2 separate regions of the Mus musculus genome follow, and region 1 is linked to region 2. A link is a contact called in public Hi-C data. All regions are on one chromosome and are shown on one strand. Each heading gives the region's core, a stretch centred on a gene start, on an enhancer-like site or on the middle of the called end of the contact. The rest is flanking DNA. Distances are from core to core; before and after follow the strand shown.

Evidence for each region. Hi-C and Micro-C count contacts between places; a contact is called where the count stands out from the background.
Region 1: a Hi-C map of muscle stem cells shows a contact between it and region 2, with 1.8 times the contacts expected there. The contact joins two enhancer-like sites. A contact is called at or near these places in 23 of 39 promoter capture datasets (the 3T3-L1 cell line, 3T3-L1-derived adipocytes, the C10 cell line and 12 more), 2 of 15 datasets of contacts at CTCF or cohesin (embryonic stem cells and pro-B cells), 49 of 484 Hi-C or Micro-C datasets (the AtT-20 cell line, DN3 thymocytes, LSK cells and 20 more), 18 of 115 datasets of contacts at active chromatin or transcription factors (craniofacial prominence, embryonic forebrain, embryonic hindbrain and 9 more) and 4 of 9 other capture datasets (adipose tissue, embryonic stem cells, liver and 1 more).

Annotation. Positions count from the first base shown.
Region 1 is chr2:174,269,292-174,276,225 of GRCm38.p6, forward strand. No RefSeq gene overlaps it. Among named protein-coding and RNA genes, the nearest start is that of Mir298, 5.2 kb to the left of the region's middle. Within about 2 kb of position 2,365, at least 9 of the 459 cell types and tissues checked have an H3K27ac peak or open chromatin away from gene starts, as enhancers often do. A contact at or near this core is called in muscle stem cells, where this site is marked.
Region 2 is chr2:173,797,736-173,805,336 of GRCm38.p6, forward strand. It overlaps the pseudogene Gm14371. Among named protein-coding and RNA genes, the nearest start is that of Vapb, 64 kb to the left of the region's middle. Within about 2 kb of position 3,801, at least 27 of the 459 cell types and tissues checked have an H3K27ac peak or open chromatin away from gene starts, as enhancers often do. A contact at or near this core is called in muscle stem cells, where this site is marked.

The DNA of each region.
Region 1 (6,934 bases), core at 1,115-3,614, 470 kb after region 2:
GACCCATCCCTAGCTACAGGCTGAGTTGCAAAAGAGCTGAAGATCCCACAAGTACGAGGGAGGGTGCCTCTTGCTTACACTGTCAGAGGCCCCAGAGAAAGCCTCTCTGACTTGACCGTTTCGGTGAACATTGCCCCAAATCCTCATTCGAGGGTAGCTCAGACCTCCATCAGCCCCAGTCACCCCTCAGCTTCTGCTCACATGAAGAACCACTTGACTCCTGAGTGTACCAGAGCCCCTGCAAGGGCAGCTAGGAGCCACGAGCCACTCCTCCAAGTAGACACCTCACATGTGGCCCTCAGTGCTTGTTAAGTGTGCTCCTATGTGCCTTCCTATAGCTCCCAGCCAGCTCATCCCAAACCTATGCCCTCAGCCCCAGCGGCTATCTCCCTCACAGCTCTGCTGCACCGAGGTCTCTGATGGCCTAAACTCAGCTCAGCCTAAGTATCATCTTGGACCCCCTTCAAAAGGCTTTTCAGTGCCCGCCAGGGTTGGAAAATAGGCTCTGGACACCAGCTACCCCCTCAGTCAGAAGCGGGCTTGACTCCTACTCCTCAGCGAGGTGGCCCTCGGCAAGTTGGGAGCTCGGCTGCAGCTAGGCTTCTCTCTAGTTGCCATGAAGTTGAAGTGAATTAAATGAACACGTAGTCCCCCAAGGCCTAGGCCTCTGCGCTGCAGACTCTACAAACAGGTCAATAAGAATGAGGCCTTCTGAATTACTAAGGCTGAGCTTGGAGCAATAAGCAACTCACACAGCGACATAGTGACACAGTGCCATCCTGAAGCCCACAGGACTTAGGCCTTGGGAGATAGGGATCAACCAAGTCTCACTGTTTCCAAGAAAAATACCTTTTCCCAAGAAGCAAGACTGAGCCGGGGAGAAGGAAATGGAGGGAACCCAGGAGACATAGGGTAGAGATGAACACAGGAGCCTCCTTCCCTGTCTGCTCATATGCTGAGAGAGGCAAGCTGCAGATACCAGGACCTTCTTGGTGACTTCTATCCTCTCTATGCCAGGCTAGGCCCTACTCAGTTGGGGTGAAGGGAGGCCCAGGGACAGACAGCTTAGATGTTTTGTTGCCATGGCAATTGCCTAACTCTGTGGTACAAGCCACAGGTTACTAAGGGGCCACAAGGAGGGAACCAGGCAACTGTGCTGGATTATCAAGCCTATCCCAAGCCCCAATGGAAGTTCATTGTTTATCCCCTGGTCTTCTCTTTTGCAGACCCAGCTTATGTTCATGAACAAGTCTCAGCCTCCTAGACCAATGTCATAGCAAAGTCAAAGATCACGTGCCCAACAACTCAGCTTTGACGGCCCGTGTTCCTGGGACAAGAACAGCTGCACTACTTCAGAAAAGGCAAAGGGCAAATGCCTACAAAAGCCAGCTCCCTCTTCAGTTGAGTGACAAGGTTGGCTGGTAGCAGGCACCAAAGCTGAACAACAGGGGGCGGCCGCCCCTTGCCCACAGCCATCTGCGGACACGTGGATGGCAGATTCAGAGGACCAGAGGCTCCTTTATGTTATAAATTAAGTATCTGATTATTGTAGTAAAATCGAATATCCAAACATCAATGAATAAGCTATTATTATTCAGACAGAAAGAATGGGGGGAAATGCATGGCTAAAGTATCATTTATCTAGACAGAACTAGGACCAGAGGGTGTTTTCTAGTTCTGATCTTACAATGGTGGGTGTTCAAATTTGCTCGTTCTTTCTGAGGTCTAGGTCTTGGTCTGTGTTACTTTGGACCTATTCAGCTTCTTGCCTAGAGCCCTAAGGAAAAATGCAAGAAGCCCTAGGAACACCTTGACACTCATTTCTCTTTGATACCAGAATAGGTCCTGGCCCACAGGCCTTCTCCCTATCCAGTTCCTGTGAGAGTCGGTTTACCTGGGTCTTCCTGCTCTAGACTGTCCTTGAAGCTTCCTCAGCCCTGCCTGCACTTGGCCCCAGCTCCTACTCCTCATCTGTCCCTGTCTCCGGGTTATTCGTTGTTCTCATGGCTCCTCTTCTCAGACCGGGCATTGTTCAGTCCCTAATTCTGACCATATCTAGTCATAGCGAATGCATCCTCCAAGCCCCCTCCCTCCACCCTGCTGCCAACTGAGCAACCATTTGGCCTGTGACATTTAAAGCCACACAGGAGCCAATGCTCGCAGTTGTCGGGCTACTGCTGCCTTCCTTGGCTCCACATGCCTGGCCCCCAGCACACTTGCTTGTTGACTGACAGCTCAGGCCAGTCAAACCCCTTTCCAGTCAGGCTTTCTTAATTTGGCTCCTTCACCTCACGGATGGCCCACACAAGCCCATTCCTGCCCCTATAAGGAGAAGCCAGGCAGGGGACTGGGGGCGTTTTGAGCGGCAGGACAAGGTGTAGGCCATCTGTGTGCCTGTGATATGGGAGCACATGCCTAGAGCATGGTGTGATGTCCGCCACAGCTGTCCTCTTCTCCTTGGCTTCCAACCCCAGTAGACCCCATGGCCCTGCTATTAATATAATACAAAGAGGCCTAGCAACTGGCTAGGACAAAATCTTTCCACACAGATAGCGACAACTGTCATTAGGTGGACTCCAAGTGTCCCCACCACACATTCTTCCCAAAAGGGCAGAGCTGGATGTGCCTGGTGCCTGCTACTGAACATACATTGACTTGGCCTTGGAAAAAACAGAGACTGCCAAAGACCAATCTGGAGGCTGTCCAAGGGGTAGCTACAGGGAGCTCTTAAGGCTTTTATCTGCACTTGAGGCCCAAGGCAGTTCCCATCCTGGGAGATGGCACCTCACAAGGAACATGGGGCGGCTGCTCAAATGCTCCCTACTTTCTCTCTAGGGGACAGAGAAGGTGGGTTCTGCTTTTTTTTTTTTTTTTTTCCGAGACAGGGTTTCTCTGTGCAGCCCTGGCTGTCCTGGAACTCACTCTGTAGACCAGGCTGGCCTCGAACTCAGAAATCCACCTGCCTCTGCCTCCCAAGTGCTGGGATTAAAGGTGTGCGCCACCGCCGCCTGGCTGAGGGTGGCTTCTACTTATCCAAAGAACCAAAAGACCATTAACTGGAGGATAAGGAAAGTCACTGTTGTCCCAGACTACCAAGGGAGCTTCGTGCTTTCTATACCTTGAAAGGCTCCAGGGGAGATGCACAGCCATCACCTGGGCTTGCTAGCCTCACCTGTACTTGGTATACTTAAAAACCGCCTTAATAGGCGTAAGAATGTGTACATGAAAATAGGATTCTGGAAATATTTTGAAAGACTCATGTAAAGGCTCTGGCTGGAAGCAGGGCCTTTCCTGGCCCAAGGAATCTAGGAAGCAGCTCCCTGAAGCCAAAGGCCACAGGTCAAGCATTTTATGATAAAGGCTGCTTCCTCTGCAAAGTAAACGTGTCCAAAGATGGTAAATGTCACAGCCAAGTCCCTCAAGACAATGTCTTCTTCCATGTATTATTAGGAGGCAAATGTCAAGGAAAGAAAATAGGCCCAAGCCATTTATCCTGGTTGCAATTCAACTTATTAGAACTAGAATCCGTCTCCTCTTCCCCAGAGCGTTAACATCCCCGCTGGGCGTCAGGAGGCGGCTGGCAGGGGGACAGGATCGATGTCTGCTCTGCTGTTGAGAACTTGAGCTCCATTTCCAAAACCCACAACTGTCCTGTGACCTCTGTACATGTGTGCCCCCACCCCCACTACCACCACGCATAAGTCAATTAAAAAAAAATCAGTCTGGGTATGGTGGCATAAATCTTTAATCCAGCACTGGGTAGGTAGAGGAGGGCAGATCTCTGAGTTCAAGGCCAGCCTGGTCTACAAAGTGAGCATGTGATAGCCGGGGCTACAGAGTGAAACCCTGTCTAGGAGAAAGCAAAGGGGTTATGGAACAGGCAGCTTACTCTGTTAAATGCACTGAGAGCAATACGACAATAGTCGTCTGTAATGACCACCACTACTCTACTTACACTGTGACTAACTCAACAATGCCAGGGGAGAGGCAGCAGGTGGGGCTGGGGACAAGGACCTTGACTTCTAAACTTGAGCGCATTCTTTAAATTGTGGCCATTCCTAGCTTCAAATGTCTAGATCCAGGATTAGAAGAGGGGGGGTCTCTTTTGGGCTTTGGTGCTATTAAAGGAGGGGTGAGTGCCTGTGATCCGAGTGAGCTCTTTAGGAGTCACCACCAAGGTTGGCAAATGGCCTTGTACAAGTCCGGTCACCCCCCAGACTAAAGAAAATGAACCCACAACCTAGAGCTCCCCGTTCCTTCCCTAGACCCCACCACTACCCACTCCTCCAAGTCCTTCCTCACTTTCCATTCACAGCAAAGCTCAGAAATACTGTTTGCTGACATTAACCTACCTCTCTGATGGGCAAAGAGTGATTAAGCCAAGGTCACGCCCTAGCCCCACAAGCAAGGAAAACAATCCCAGCCCTCTCCCACGCAGAGACTCTGAGCACAAAGTGACTTAAGCCTTAGCTCTATGTGGTTTTTGTGAAGTTATTAGATAGTACATATCATTTAGACAACCACATATACCCAGTGGAGCTTCTAGTCTGCCATGGGTTCATGGAGCAGACATCTTGAGACACAGCAGGCTCGCCTTTTTGTACCTCCACTGTCTGGTGCGAGGTTTAAGTAATCATGGGAGCTTTAGGAGATGGATAGACTTTTGAATAACCAGCAGAAAAAGTACACCACCGAACTACATCAGCTTTTGCCTTGGCCAAGTCCTTCTGGCCTTGTGTAGACTTGGCCAGGCTTGACTACTGGGGCATAGTATAGTTCTATTTCTAGCCTCCAAGGCACTTCTAAGTTCCTGCCTTTTCAAAAAGGAGCCAGTGGAATGTCAGCACTGAAGTGATCAAGAAAAGAATGTGGAACTGTCAAGTGTCCATTTGGTTGTAGAAAGAAATAGATCTGATGTCAAGAGGGCTGGCATCTGAGTGCTGGGCCACTCTTCCTGTGGTGCATTAAAATCTGAGAGAGAGTTCAGACTATGCAAACTGAGCTCACGTGCTGGCTTTCCTAGACTCTAAGACCCTCCCTCCCTTCCCTCTCCCAGCCTGTGTCCTTACTTGTAAACTGAGGGTGGCTAAGGCTGGGTCTCTCTGGTCTCTTCTAGTTCTAGAACTTGCAAGACCAACAAGCCAGAAGTAATGTGGAGCACGCAAAGGTGGGTTCCTTGGCACCGGCTTTCCTACTTCTCTCCATCAAGGGCCAGACTGAAACTCTGCAGCATCTGATGCCTTTTCCTGTGGGGCCCAAGACTACTTCGAACCCCACAGGTTAGTGCAGAAGGATGCTCAGCATGTGGGAACTTGGAGTGCTATCACACAACCAGCTGTGTTCCCTATTTCTCTCACTCAATGAAGGATACACAGATCCATCCCAACATGGGTGTTGGGATGTTGTCCTCAAGCTTTGTGGCTGGCTTCTGCATTAGTCACTGAAGCTCTCTTACCACCTCCCATCTCATATATTTCTGTAGTCACCACCAACTCTGGTTTTCCCATTTATCTCTTAAACCTGGTACCAGATAAGAGCTTTGAAACAAACTTGATTAGGCACCTCCTGGTCCCAGGGTAAGGGCTTCCTACCACTCAACAACACTCCCAGACTCATCCCGCTGTCCCACAATCCTGCTGACTGCCTGTACCACCCCTGCCACCACAGGATCAGCCTTCAGCCTCAGCTCAAGTGCACAGGACACATTCCCAGGAAGGCATCTCCTGGTATATCCAAGTATCGGTTAGCTCCCTGTGCTGTGTGCCCTAGAAATAAACCACTGCTCCTTTGGAGGCTCTGTAGCACCTTGGCATGCATAAGCCACTCTGCAGCATGATGCCCCGACAAGAAGAGTAGGGAGGCAGGCTCTACAACAGACGACCACCATCCAACCTCACTCTGGGTTCTCTCTATTCCATGGCCTATCTTGTCTCAAAAACAAGCAAACCCACTGAAAGGAAATTAGAGTTGTATTTCACACAGACACAATGCAGCTTGGCTGGGTCTGACCGTTGGGGCTCTTTCTACCCAAGATGATTAAGTCCCCTTCCCTTCCCACCACCTCGGCCATGGGCTTAACACCTTTATAGGCATTACCGCCCCCGTTCCCAGCATCAATGCTAACACCAACCACCTAACACGCAGAAAGCAGTGACTGGAGAGAAAAAGCTCTTTAAAAAGCAAGTCAAACAAGACTGCTCCTCTCTTGTGTAATTTCAGAAAACACAGTGAGTCATAAATTAAGGGTGAAGTAATTAGAAAAAACTCAGAAGAATAAAAGCAGAAGCCTAACTAGATGGCATCCAACTGACTAGAGCAGCCGCTCTCAACCTTAACTTTGCAACCCTTTTACACAGTTCCTCATGCTGTGCTTATCCAAGTCATAACATTATTTTCATTGCTCCTTTATAACTATCACTCTGCTGTTATGAATCATAATGTAAATATCTACATTCTTTCCGATGGTCTTGTGTGACCCTAAAAGGGCCCTTTGACCCTAACAGGATCGCATACAATCCACAAGTTGACAACCGACTGCTGGATGAGAACAAACCAGAAGAATGACATGAAAACAATTTTACAGTAAAAGACGCTCAGGCCTACCAAAGGCTGAACTCTACCCAAGAGCACACTGAGCTGAGAGGTCCTACCCTGAGATTTTATGATGATAAAATTTCAAAAGAAATCTATGGTGTTAAGCAAAACAAAAATTACCTAAAAAAAAAAAAAAAAAAAGCCTATTGCAAGGGCTGATTTGTTTTGTTTTGGAAGCAACTCGAAGAGACCATTTCTCTGGTCTCCTTGGGTCTGTTGCTGGAGCACATGATGTGTCAGGTTTGTGACTGTCCTGTCCTGTGCTGACAGTGTTGGTTCTCAGGGTTTCCCCTGGGCTAAGGTCTTCTGTGTGGAACCATGTCATCTGCTAAGAATGCTT
Region 2 (7,601 bases), core at 2,551-5,050:
TCCTTTCCTTTCCTTTCCTTTCCTTTCCTTTCCTTTCCTTTCCTTTCCTCTCCTCTCCTCTCCTCTCCTCTCCTCTCCTCTCCTCTCCTCTCCTCTCCTCTCCTCTCCTCTCCTCTCCTCTCCTCTCCTCTCCTCTCCTCTCCTCTCCTCTCTTTCTCTCCTACCCCCTTGGTTGTTTTGAGATAGGGTTTCTGTATAGCCTTGGCTGTCCTAGAACTCACTCTGTAGACCAGGCTGGCCTCAAACCAAAGATCCTCCTGCCTCTGTATCCTGAGTGCTGCCCGATGCCTTTTAAATTTTCAAAAGATTTTTCTCAATGTTTTTCTGAGGAGGGTGCTCAGGCATTAAGAGCTGCCAGAGAAGGCCTCAGCATCAACAACTCTACCAATCCCATCCTTAGGCTGACAGCCCCATTCTTCTACAGTCTAGGGACAGCATGGTGCTTCCATACAGTTGAAATTGTATGGCCGCTTTAGGGTCGCTTTGGAATCTCATGGAGGGGCTGATCCCTATAGCTAGAGCCCCTCTATTCTGGGGATCAGCCCATAGACCATGTGTTAGAAATGAGAACAACATTTAAAAAAAAGTCAGGCAGTGGTGGTACACACCTTTAATCCCAGCAACTTGAGAGGCAGAGGCAGGCAGATTTTTAAGTCTGTGGACAACCTGGTCTAAAGAGTGTCTTCCAGGACAGTTAGAACTACACAAGAAGGTCTATCTCAAACAACGATGATGACAACAACAACAACAACAGGAAAGAAAGAAAGAAAAAAAGAAACAAAGGAAGACAGAAACAAAGAGGACCACAGGCCTCACATGGACCCACAGAGGCCCAGGTCCCAATCCACAGTCCTAAACACTGCCCACCTCCTTTGTTTCCACTAAGCTTCAGTAGTGAGAGTTTCTGCCCACAGCCCAACTCCACCTCTGTTCATTATACTAACTCCATAACGTGTGTGGAGTTTGATGCTACAACCTATAACATCAGCACGTGTGCACACACACATCAGTGGTTTGTCCCCTGGCCACCCTGGGCTCCTGAAGGATGTCACTAAGAGAGAACCACAGCCCTAGCAGTGTTTCCAATGCATGTGCCAACACTATGGCTGCCTCTATCTAGATGCCAGACCCCACACTGGGTGGTGCCACAGAACTCCCCTAAGGAAGTACTTAGTGTCTGCGAGGAGGTGACAGGCAGGCTCCCTAACAGCAGGGATGCTGGGTGTTAGGAGATGTGCAGAGTGGGTAATAGAGGGACCAGGACCAAACAGGAAGAAACCTGCCTGAGCCACTGTGCCCTGCAGGGACAGCTATGGGGTCTTGCAAGAATCACGAAGACCAAACCCAGGAGATGCATGCCAAGAATGGCTAGGGTAAGGAGGGTGAACTGTGTTATTCTCTACAAAATTCATCTAGCCCTGCAGAAGTGGAGACCAGAAGGCTCACACAGAGGTAACGGGATGTACTAATGTCCTGAGGTTAGCTGACCAGAGGGCAGTGTGAAGAGTGGGGCAGACCCTTATCAGGACCAGACTATAGGACCTGCTGGGCTGGCGCCAGAGCATCCCCACAGGGCTCCATACTCACCAGAGCACTTTGCAGGGGACACTGGTAGCCAGTGGGATGGCAGTGCTGTCTCTCTGCCCATTCTGTGGGGACATCCCCAAGGAACAACTCCTCGACTAGATGGGGTGCCACGCCAGGTTGCTGTTGCATGTGAGATTGCAGGTGCAGCAGACTAAGTTCATGCATGCTGAAGCCCAGGGCCACCATGCAGTCACCTGGGACCTGGGAGCTCAGCAGCTTACACAGCATCCCTGGCATCCAGGCCTGACCTAGGGGCAGCCATCCTGTACATGAGGGGCATCTCCTGCCACCCACAACAATGGGGTCTGGCATCTGGATAGAGGCAGCATAGTGTTGGCACATGCATTGGAAACACTGCTGGGGTGGAGATGTGTATTGAACAGAGAAATGAAAACCTATCTGGGTGTTCCCCTCTTTCTGAGCTAAGCTTTGGCATCCCCAGCCTCTTTCACTCAAGCCTGGGCCCCATAGCCTCAGTTTCCCCAATGGGGGTGGGGTGGGAGGACTTCTCCATCTTGTCATCTTCATAAAAGGTCTCCAGTTCTCCTTCTGGTCAAACCTCATGGTCCTAACTGGGGCTTTGGTCGCTGTCTACCACTCAATGTACTTAGTCTCTTAGTCTTAGTGCCAGGCTCCCAGTGCTGTCTTGGATTACCTCCCGAGGGAAGGACAGAGACGCTGAGCAGAGGGACATCTCTCAAGTGTCTCTCTCTGACCAGTGCCCCCTTTCCCTGGTTCATCCTCCAGTAGCAAGCTGTTTCCAGGGCCCGACAACACATACTCTAGGGGTCGCAGGCTGCTGGAGGATCTGGGCCAGCCACTCTGCATTGCTGTTGGTGAAAATGACTATACCGAAACAAGACCAGAAAGATAGCTCAGTGGGTAAAGTATGCCACAGGAGCATAATGTCCCCCGAGTTTCATTTTCATTGTCCACACAGTGAAAAGCAGTTGTGGTGTGTGCCTATAATCCTAGCTCTAAGGTAGAGACAGGAGGATCTCGCTAAGGATGGATGGAGAGTCCCAGATCCCAGTGAGAGAGTGTATCAAAAAACTAAGGTGGAGAATGGCTGACAACCTACCTCTGCATGCACACACACACACACACACACACACACACTCACACACACACACACACACACACACAGAGAGAGAGAGAAAGATAGAGACAGAGAGATAAGACAGATAGAGAGAGAGAGAGAGACAGAGAGACAGAGAGACAGAGAGAGAGAGAGAGAGAGAGAGAGGTGGTCAGCTGACCTGGACTTCAGGCTCTTGTCTGCTAGCAGAGTTACTAGGCCCTGGGGTGTGCAGAAGTGGAAAGGAACAAACTGACTCCCAGCCCCATAGTCATAGCCAAGGATAGAAAAACCTTCCCAAGGCCTCATTGCTGTGGGTAGCAGGGGACGCCCCTCATTCCCTGGTGCCCACCTGGGTTGCCATCTTAATATGGATTTCATACTTAAGTTGTTATCATCCAAGCAGAAAATGGCTCCCAGTTTTCCTTCAGGCCCTCTGCTAACATGACGGAGAAAGCCTCCGCCGAGGCCCAATGAGTCTTAAGCCCCAGCTCCCTTTCTCGCAGCGAGAGCAGACGCTGAGGCCGAGATTGGCCGTGAATCTAGAGAGAACCCAATTATGTGGTTTTGTTTCACCGAGTCTCTTCACAGTTATTTCTTATTTATGGCGAGTGGCTGTTCTCTGCATCCACAGCGATGTTAGGCATCCTTTAAAAATAATTATATCACACTATAAATGTGTACTGTTTACTGTATGCCAATTATACCCCAATAAGGTTGTAAAGATGCATGAATATGTTTAAGTAAATAAAAGTAAGTTGGTCTGAAGAAAAATAGTCAGTGGCTAATAGACCAGGCGGTTGCTACAGTGAGGGAAGTCACCCTGTACATTTGAGAACCTCAGATGGGGCCTGGAATATGGAATGACCTTCCTCGGACATCCAGACTATCATCTCGAAGTCTGAGCCCTACTGACCCCTTTCTACATGCCTCTCAGAAAGCAACAAGGCCTACTTGGAGAGTACAGTGGGGCTTTCTAGGAAGAAAGTTCTAGAAGTTTCTTAGAACTGCTCCGGAGTGTTGCTGCAGGCCAGAACGGACAACATAACGTTCCCTCTCTGTGCACTCAGTGACTCTGCTAGGAGCTGCCTAGGTCCCAGTTGGGCTGAATAAGGTAGGGCTGCAGCCCAGAGCCTGGGAAAAGTGCTAGGAGCAATTTGGAGAGCCGGCGCCCTACCTCCTCCCGGCACCCAAAGCGCTAGCAGATGTTTGGCAGGCAGATTTCCTCATGAGCTCAGGAGGCATGTGGAGGACAGGGCAAGTTCAGTCCTTGACCTCAGAATGGAATGGGCTGAGGAGACCCAGGGGTGTGGGGAGGGGGAGCGGGAATAAGCGAGGAAGCCACACTCCCTCCCCCTCAGCTCCCAGTCTGGGGGCGGGGGGGGGGTGAAGAGTGACCTGATGCTTATGACAGATGAGGGTGGACGGCTGCAGGGCTAGGAGAACTGGGTGGAAACCCTGGGTTCTCTCTGCCCAGTTATTTCCTGCCTCAGTTCTTTGAACCGGTCGTGCTTTCTGCCTGACCCATCTTCCTGTGGATCTCAGAATGGGGACTTCTCTCAACCAGATGTCACCATCTCCAGGGACCCTCTAGGACATTTGTTACCATACCCTGCGTTTCTGCTTTGCAGCACAGTTAGTGTCATGCTAAATGTACATTATACACATCCCCGTTTGCCTCTTTAGCACACGTCCTACTGTGTGCCCAGTGCACCAGCTCAACAGAGGCAAGCCTGTGTGTGTATGTGTGTGTGTGTGTGTGTGTGTGTGTGTGTAACAGGCTGCATGTATCATTCAGTTTTACCCTTGTTGGCTGGACGTGATGCCTGACAGTTTCCTCCTCCAGATGCCAGGTCCAGAGGAGAGAAAGCAAGCACTCAGGTTGGAAGGCAGCCTCTGGGGACCCAGGAGAATCGACTCAACTTCACAGAAGTCAGTGCCAAGGCTCAGAGGGAGACATCTCCCACTCAGCCCAGCAGCACATGGTTGGCAGCTTAAGGGAGTCTTACCCAGTTGAGATCCAGGGCCCAGTGGGTGTGGGAGCAGGACCACAGTGATGGGCATACCATTAGGCACTGGCTGCTAACACTGGGTCTCCCAGTGTAGATGGCCATCCCCTGAAGTCCCGGCTGTTTCTTTGGCGCTAGCTGTGAAGGAGAAAGAACCTGGTCAGAGACCTGATCCACAGGCACCATGTGTGCTGCCTGGCCTGTCTGCTCGCCCTGTGTCAGGGGCCAAGCAGGCTGCACTGCCCGCCTCAGGTTCCAGAAACCCAGATGCTTGCTGACTGCATGCAGCAGGCTTGTCATTGTCCCTTTCTCTGTAGTGGGCCACAGACCAGGGTCTATTCAGTGCTCACTGAGTGTGTGGCGGGAGATGAGAACCTGAGCCGGAGAGCAGCCACATAGACCGTATCCCACCAGGCCCTCTTACCTAAGCCTGGCCAGGAGCCAGCACCACCTCGAGGGAGCTGTCTGAGGATGAACAAAGCAGCAGGGGTCCTTCTGGTGACCCCAGGATGGGCTGGCAAGGGCATGGGGTCAGCTCCCCACAGCTCCTAGCGGCTGCTCAGAATTGAACTCAAGACTTCAGCTAAGGAGCTGTAATCCCTTCAGAGTTGTCAACTCCAACTCAGAAGGACAACTGATACAGCCTGGATGGCAGGATGCTAGTGTGAGCAGTGTCCAAATCTTACAGTAGTGACGGTTCTCATGGTGGCCTCTGACCCCAGACGCTAGCTACTGGATCAGGCTTGCCAACCCAGCCCTTCCCACTGAGCCTGGGGCCCAAGTGGATTGGGAGGGGCTCAGAGAACCTTGGCCAGCCAGGGCCTCCAGGGAAGGCTGCAGATGGGGTAGAGAACTCTCTCACAGTGTATTCCCATCCCTTTCCCACTGCAGGTTTCCAGCTGTGTTTGAGGGGAGGCCAGGGGAACCCCATTTTACCCCTCTATCTGCTCTACACTTGGACCCCAAAGTCTCTGTGCCCAGCAATCTCTCAGGGAAGTTTATGTTCCTGGGATCTGGGGTCACGTGCAGAATCTCTGGGGACCCTGTCACTAGCTGAGAAAGCTGAGTGCTGTAGCTAGTAATGAGGGTAATGGTGCCACGGATCGAGTAAGGATCCACGTGGTTTTGTGGTGTGTCCTGTGATCTTTGCAGCCATCTTCTGTGGCTTGATGGTTCAGTTCCATGGGTTTGTGACACTCACCAAGAAAAGCCAGAACTGGAGCCCGGGTTGTCAGATTCAAACCTGACAGGGTGACTGCTCCTCATTTGGGTCACCGGTGAGAACACCGGGAGTTGAGTTGGAGATCCAGAGTGCGGGACACATGTGTGGAGAGTAAAAATCTGAGTGTGGCCCTTGGCCCTAGAGATCAATGGATTTGTTGATCATGGTCAGACAAGTAGGAGAAACAAAACCAAACAGTAACCGAGGCAAGGTGTCTTCTTAATGTGCGCACATCGTCACTTGGGGAAGCAAGGCTGACCGAAGTCTTGCATGATAGAAGATGGGGTGTTCAGCATTAACTTGGCACAGTATCAATATGACCTGAACCAGATCACTATGGTCGGTGCATGGGCATCCCCACTGAGCCCATGAGTCCCGGACTGAGACAGACTTGTCTAAGCTGTCAGCCAGAGCACATTGTGGCGCTTCTGAGCCACAGTCATGGTCGGAAGCTGCTGGATTCTCTGGATTCAATTCTGCAGGTTAATTTGAACATCACCGGTGTCAATGAAACCTGTCGCAAAGTGTTGATTTGGTGAACAGATGGGAGCAGAGAAGAATCCGGAGGGGTCAGACTTATTTACCTGGTTGGGAAATGAAGCTTACATTTCACAGTGAAATAGCACACAGGTTCTGAAAATGAGAGAGTCGTGTCTCCATGAATCTCTGGTCCTCGAAGAGATGCTGTCTCTGTTGGGAAGGAAGCCGTCACACCCTCCCCGAAGGCACCGAGAAGAGATGTCACGCTCTGTCACAAAGCTTCAGATGCTATTTCCCCCAAGTGGGCTTTCGTGCATGTTATTCTTCTGCGAGAAGTTAGGATTTAATTACGTTGGGAGACTATAATATATAGTCAGACCTTTTTGTCTTCAGAACACGAATACACACACAAAGCTCCGTACAATGGGGACTTTTGTGAAGAAAGCCCCAGAGGCCAGCCATGCTGGCTTCCCATAACCTCAATGTAAAGGTTGTTAAAAAAAAATCAACTACCAACCCAACTAATAGTTAGAAATAGTCTCACGACGTTGCCCCTTTACAGCTTTGGGACAGACCTCGATTTTCTTTCCTTTCTTCCCCCCACACCCCCTTCTTCTCCTCTTTTCCCACAGGAAAGTCTTAACTAGCTGAACCACTACCGGCAGATGGGGCCATGGCTGGGTCATACAACTCTTTGCAGGGACCTGAAAGCAAGGGCCAAATTGATTTTTATCAACCATGGATTTTTAATTAACAGTGGTGTCCACTTTACTGCCGTTCAGTATTTACTGTTTACCCACTAATTAAAAATTATGTTGCTTTTGCACTCATAAGAGCGGGGACATTTGAAATTAGATAGCATCGTTCAAATTACCTGCAGAATTAAATTTACAGTACCCAACTGCTTGGACCAGGCTCCCAGAGCTGAAAATATGATCTGCCATGGCCCGATGTGTTAGCGGGAGCTAGAACACTAGGGACAGGCCACTTGCACAAACACCATATGGGGTATGTTTGTGGCTGTGGGGAGTGTGGATGCTGCCTGAGTCCTTGATTGTGGGGCTCTAGAGATGCCCTGAGGTCCTCACATCTAAAGAGCCCATTTCTAGGGAGTCACCTAGGTTGGAGGCTAGATCTATGCCATGCTGTGGCACTCCACAGCCTTGGGGGAAACATCTTCTGTCTGGCCATTGCCGGGGAATGCCATCTGCATGGCCATTTGGAG